2 separate regions of the Mus musculus genome follow, and region 1 is linked to region 2. A link is a contact called in public HiChIP or PLAC-seq data. All regions are on one chromosome and are shown on one strand. The core of a region is the stretch at or near the end of the contact, and the rest is flanking DNA. Distances in the headings are between cores, read along the strand shown. Region 1 holds the start of Hnrnpr (heterogeneous nuclear ribonucleoprotein R). Region 2 overlaps Asap3 (ArfGAP with SH3 domain, ankyrin repeat and PH domain 3).

Region 1 (2,700 bases), core at 191-2,690, 86 kb after region 2:
CAGGCTTTTTACTCAAGTGGATGGAGATTCACAGTCAGGTTTTTTTTTTGTGGGGGGGCGGGGTTTCGAGACAGGGTTTCTCTGTATAGCCCTGGCTGTCCTGGAACTCACTCTGTAGACCAGGCTGGCCTGGAACTCAGAAATCCGCCTGACTGCCTCCCGAGTGCTGGGATTAAAGGCATGCGCCACCACTGCCGGGCCACAGTCAGGATTTTAAACTTGCATTTGAGCCGTCTCTCCAGCCCCTAGGACAGGCTTTACAATTTACAGTTCTGGAAGCAGGGAAGTCCAACATTGAGAGCACGCGGGGATAAGGGCCGTCTCCCTACGCTGGAAGCGCAAAAGATGCAGAGAAGATCTAGAGTCAGGCATCAAACTCACAGCCTGGAGGCCTATCAGTCGGCTTTAATGCTTTGAGGGTGGAGTCCTAGTGCCCGAAACACCTCCCACTACCGGCCCCACCTCCCAGCACTACTACATTGGCCATCAAGTTCGTATCAAGTGCACTTTTGCACATGTCCGTTCAAAAACGCATGGGTAGACTAACAATAAACTTTGGTTTATAGGATTTGAGAAACATGATCTCCAGATATGTTTGGAAGCAGATCCCTTGACCTTCTTCACTGAGGTAGTGTTGGGACAGGAGTGACAGGTGAGAGGTTTATGAATAACAGGTATTAGTTTCTTGGAAATGAACCCTTTGCCCGCTTGCCTGGCTTTCAGTCGTTGATCCAGTGACCCTACCTACTCTAGTCTCCAAACTCCGAAGGGTCCCTGCTTTCTGTTAGCGTCACTCTTGAGTCAGATCCACGTTATTCTGTGAGGAGAAGAGCCAAGGAGGGAAACAGGCAGTTTCTCCAGTCATTCTAAGGGATGCTTTTCTACAGAGAAATCTCCAGCGACACGAGTCAAGTCACCCTGAAGTTGTGTTTTGACTAGAGCCAAGATGATCTATTGATGGAGCCCAGCGTGTGGCGAATGGGGTGTGCTCGGGACCTAACGCTCAGAACGGCGGGAGGGAGGATTGGAGATAAGGGACTCCGGCGCGGGGTAGCAGCGCCATTGCGGAGCGTGGCCGCCGGGACCCGAGGGGGCGGGGCTCCGGAGGTGGCCACGCGGCGGGAGGCCTAGATTTTTCAACCTCTTAACGGTGGTAGAAGAAGAGGGAGGAGCTTCGGCCACGCAAGGCCCGCTGCCCCGCAGCCTCGCCACTACCAGGGGCTCCCACCAACAGACCCCTTTGTGTGCATGCCCCCGCCCCGGAGGCGCCGCAGCCAGTGGCGCTGAGACCCCTCATTGGCTCAGCCCGACGGCCACACCGATTGGTCCTCGGAGTCCCCGACGTGAGGGCCGCTTTCCCCTCTCTCTTATTGGCCCGTCAAGCTGCCCGTCATACGGTCTCGTGGGCCGATTGGTCGGCCGCACGGAGTCCCTGGAAGCAGTTCCGGGAAACCCCGCGTGCTGCCGGGATCGCGTCTCGGTCCATGCGAGGGGGGGAGGGGGTGGCGCGCGCGCCATTTCTTGTCGTTTTCAAAGCGCCTCGCGCTGCTTCTCACGGGCCAGGCCGCCAGCCCCCAGCTCTGCCCTGGTGAGTCTCGCGCTGGCCCGTGGGGGGGAGGGGCCGGGAGTCCCGGTCTGACCGGACTCGGCCGGGTCCAGGCTCGGCGCCCTGGCCTGCAGTTTGGGTCTTTGCTCCGAGGCCCCAGGGTGGGGGTGGGGATGGGCCGGGGGCGGCTTCTGCTCCGGCCCGCCGCGCAGCCGCGGGCCTGAGTCCCGCCGCGGCGCCTCCTCTCTCTGTCGCTCATCCTTCTCAGCCCCTCCGGTGCCCCGGTCCCTCGGTCCGCTGTCCTCCGTGCGGCCTGCCGGTCTCGCGGTGCTTTTTCCCGCCTCCGCCCGCCGCTGTCCGCGGCCCCGGTCCGGGCGAAGGGTTTCAGGCGTTTCCCCCTGACCCCGGTGCTTGCCCCCGAGGCCTGCGGTCAGGCCTGGCCCGCCTCTCGCCCGGCGGCCTGTGGGATGTGTTGATAACCGGGTCGCGCCCGAGGGGGTGGGGTGAGCCGAGGGCGGGGTGCAAGTCCCAGGGTTACCTGAGCCGGGAGCAAACTTTTACGGGAGTCGGAGCCGAGGGGCCGAGGTATGGGGGGTGCCTCCCGCCCGATCCCCAACCTGCATGCTTCGAGCCGGGATTTGAAGGAAAAAATGACTACTAAGAGGCCGTGACACTTGGTTTCGAGCGGCGCCTGAGCTAGGTAATTCTGAGAATGTCATAGGCGCTCCAGTTTGGAAAAGCGCTTCTTTTTCTTACACGGTAGTAGCCATGTGGCCAGAATTTTAAGACGAAAGCCCAGGGGTTCTTGAAAGGTTCAGTCCTTTCTCGTTACCTGTTTGGGATTTTTCCCCCCCTTGCCCTTTAAAAGCAGAATGTGTCAGGAGTCAGTCGTAGTGATTAAAGGCTTGATACTCCCGAGCTGTGAGATAACCGTTAGCTTTCCTTGGTTCTTTTAAAAGCCCGTCTCTCAACATTTTGCTTAGAGATGTTCGCCACAAGTCAGGGAGAAGCTAGTACTGACTTCCCGAGTCTCCCAGCGGTCCTTATAAATCTTATTTAAATGACTTTATTTTGTAATTTTCTTTTTTTTGCAAAAATGTTTGTGTCAAAGGGTTCCAGTCACGTTAGAATATTTGCTGCATCCAGAAATATGG
Region 2 (2,700 bases), core at 143-2,642:
GCCAGTGGGAAAACCGCGGTTGCTGATTGGTGATAGCCGTAATGGTCACTGGAGATTCAAAAATGGTGTCTGGGCCTGGTATTATACTGGTCCAAAGGAGTGAAATTTAATCTACAGCTCCCAGGGCTTTCTGTCCCTTTGCTCGGTTGCCATGGTAACCACAGCTGGCACCGCAGAGCCACAGGGATGAAGAATGGGTGCTATTGATGCATCCTGACCCAAGGAGAGGTGCAGGCAGAAGACCTTTCTAGGCAGGGCATCTGGGCATGGTCTGGTGCTGCCATCTGTGGTCTTTTGCACAGGCAGAAAGCACAGGCTGAGAGCCAGAGTGGTGGAGAGTTTGTGTGTGTGTGTGTGTGTGTGTGTGTGTGTGTGTGTGTGTGTGTGTGTCTCGGGTGGGGGAGGGGCACAAAGGACAATACCAGTAGTTGGAATTCAGCCCTTTTCTTGGGCTGGACAGGCCAGGCTGCCTGAAGGACTCCATTGGGCTTCCAAGTTCAAACATCTCTTTTGTGCTGTGTTTCACGCATCTTGGTCCCGTGCCTATGGAGGTTTCTGCATAGAGGCACTGGCTCTTAGTGTTGAGAGAAATCTAGGTGGCCACCAGTCCTTCCATCTCACGCATTTATTTATTTGTCTGTCTGTCTGTTTCAGTGTACCCGTGAGTGTGTGTGCATCTTTTCGAGTGTACATATCAAAGCAGGAGTGTAGAGGTCAGAGGTCAGCTGCAGGGCGTCAGTTTTCCCCCCTCTCACCTTGTAGAATCCAGGGGTCTGACTCAGCTCATCAGGCCCTGTGCACGAGCATTCTTACCTGCTGAGCCATTTTTCCAGCCTTCGCCTCCCTGTTCTGACGTAGAATCCAGGGCCTCAGTCTCTGCAGCACTGGAGTCCCTATGTCAAGTGGCAGAGAGCTCACGCCCTAGAGAGGAAACTTGGGAACGTCCTGTTTGGGCTGAAGTCTGTGTCTCGCTGACTTCCACCTCTCTGGGATCATCCAGTCCACTTCTAATTCTCCCTTGTGCAGAACAGGCTCGAGGGTGTCAGGCATTGGGAACCGAGGACTGCTATCAACTTCCCTTTCTTGAGACAAGTTCCCTCTTTCCTTCCCGGTTCCTCGCCTACTTTCTAGGAGACAGTGAGAGAATTTGTACAGATGTTGGAGTTGAGGATTTTGGGCTACGAATCAAAGCCGTGCTCAATACTCTGGGTCTGCTTGCTGTGGGCAGAATGTGGACCCTGGATATAGCCTCCTATCCTGGGTTAAGTTCTGACTCTGACCCTGTTTATGACTGAATAATCTGGACATTTTCCTTGTAACGTAGTCACTGCGATGTCCTCCTTCCTGTGTGTGTGGCCGGGAGCGCTGAGTCCTCTGGGCACAGAGCATGCGCAGCGTGACAGACGCTGGAGCCCAGAACCTATGAGCATGCGCAGCGTGATGCTGGAGCCCAGAACCTATGCTCCTGGTTCGCCGTTGTCCTTACAGTGTCCTGGAAACTCCTCTGCCTTTCCCCAGACACCTTCTCTTCCCAGGCTCCTCTCAGAAATCCTCCCTTAATACTTTTCTTTTTCTATTTTTTTAAAATTGATTTTTGTTTGTTTGTTTTTGAGACAGGGTTTCTCTGCTGTCCTAGAACTCACTCCATAGAACAGGCTGGCCTCGAACTCAGAAATCTGCCTGCCTCTGCCTTAAAGGCATGCGCCACCACTGCCCAGCTTTTTTTTTTTTTAAGATTTATTTATTTTTATCTATATGAGTACACAGTAGCTGTCTTCAGACACACCAGAAGAGGGCATGGGATCCCATTACAGATGGTTGTGAGCCACCATGTGGTTGCTGGGAAGTGAACTCGGGACCTCTGGAAGAGCAGTCGGTGCTCTTAACCACTGAGCCATCTCACCAGCCCTAAAATTGGTTTTTCAAGAGAGAGTTTCTCTGTGTAGCCCTGGCTGTCCTGGAACTCACTCTGTAGGCCAGTCTGGCCTCGAACTCAGAAATCCTCCTGACTCTGCCTCCCAAGTACTGGGATTAAAGGTGTGCATCACTATTCCCATCCCAAGATTTTGTTTGATTTTTATTTATGGGTATGTGGATTGTATGCATTGGCCACACTGTGTAGGCACCTGGGGAAGCCAGAGGAGAGCATTAGATCGCCTGGAGCTGGGCTGACAGCTGGTTGGGAGCCTTCTAGTGTGGATGTTGAGAGTTGGATTTGGGTCCTGTGTAAGAGAACCAGGAGCCATCTCTCCAGGCCCAGAGAGGACTAATTTGCTGCATGCTGAGGAATAAATAGTAGGAGACTATTCAGTCTTTGTTTCCTGTAGTCAAACCATTGTGTTTCTGAAAGAGCAGAAAACTTTGTACATACAGTAAAGATCCCTGCATTCCCTAATGTGCAAGAGTCTCAAGGGTGCACCATGGTGTCTCGGGCTGCTTCTGTTGACTCTGTGTGGTGAGACAGCACCATGTAAGGTGCTCATGTAGTAGTATGTTTAGAACCAAGGCTGCAATGAAGTTGCTTCATAGAGCATGGATGAACCCTCCTAGAAATGCCTCAGATTTGGGAGCTGGAGAGATGGCTCAGTGGTTAAGAGCGCCGACTGCTCTTCCGGAGGTCCCGAGTTCAAATCCCAGCAACCACATGGTGGCGCACAACCACCCATAACGAAATCTGATGCCCTCTTCTGGTGTGTCTGA

The links. HiChIP or PLAC-seq counts read pairs in DNA pulled down with a chosen protein or histone mark.
Region 1: a contact with region 2 is called in an H3K4me3 HiChIP or PLAC-seq map of embryonic stem cells, with 37 read pairs. The contact joins the promoter of Hnrnpr here to the enhancer-like site in region 2. A contact is called at or near these places in 18 of 39 promoter capture datasets (the 3T3-L1 cell line, 3T3-L1-derived adipocytes, the C10 cell line and 10 more), 11 of 115 datasets of contacts at active chromatin or transcription factors (the SCID.adh cell line, craniofacial prominence, embryonic stem cells and 6 more) and 2 of 9 other capture datasets (adipose tissue and liver).

What each region holds. Positions count from the first base shown.
Region 1 is chr4:136,309,502-136,312,201 of GRCm38.p6, forward strand. Hnrnpr (heterogeneous nuclear ribonucleoprotein R) reads left to right here and starts at 1,441. Exons shown (of 11, transcript NM_001277121.1): 1 at 1,441-1,588.
Region 2 is chr4:136,223,884-136,226,583 of GRCm38.p6, forward strand. All of the region lies in intron 1 of Asap3 (ArfGAP with SH3 domain, ankyrin repeat and PH domain 3), which reads left to right. Among named protein-coding and RNA genes, the nearest start is that of Asap3, 19 kb to the left of the region's middle. Within about 2 kb of position 1,393, at least 53 of the 459 cell types and tissues checked have an H3K27ac peak or open chromatin away from gene starts, as enhancers often do. A contact at or near this core is called in embryonic stem cells and oligodendrocyte precursor cells, where this site is marked.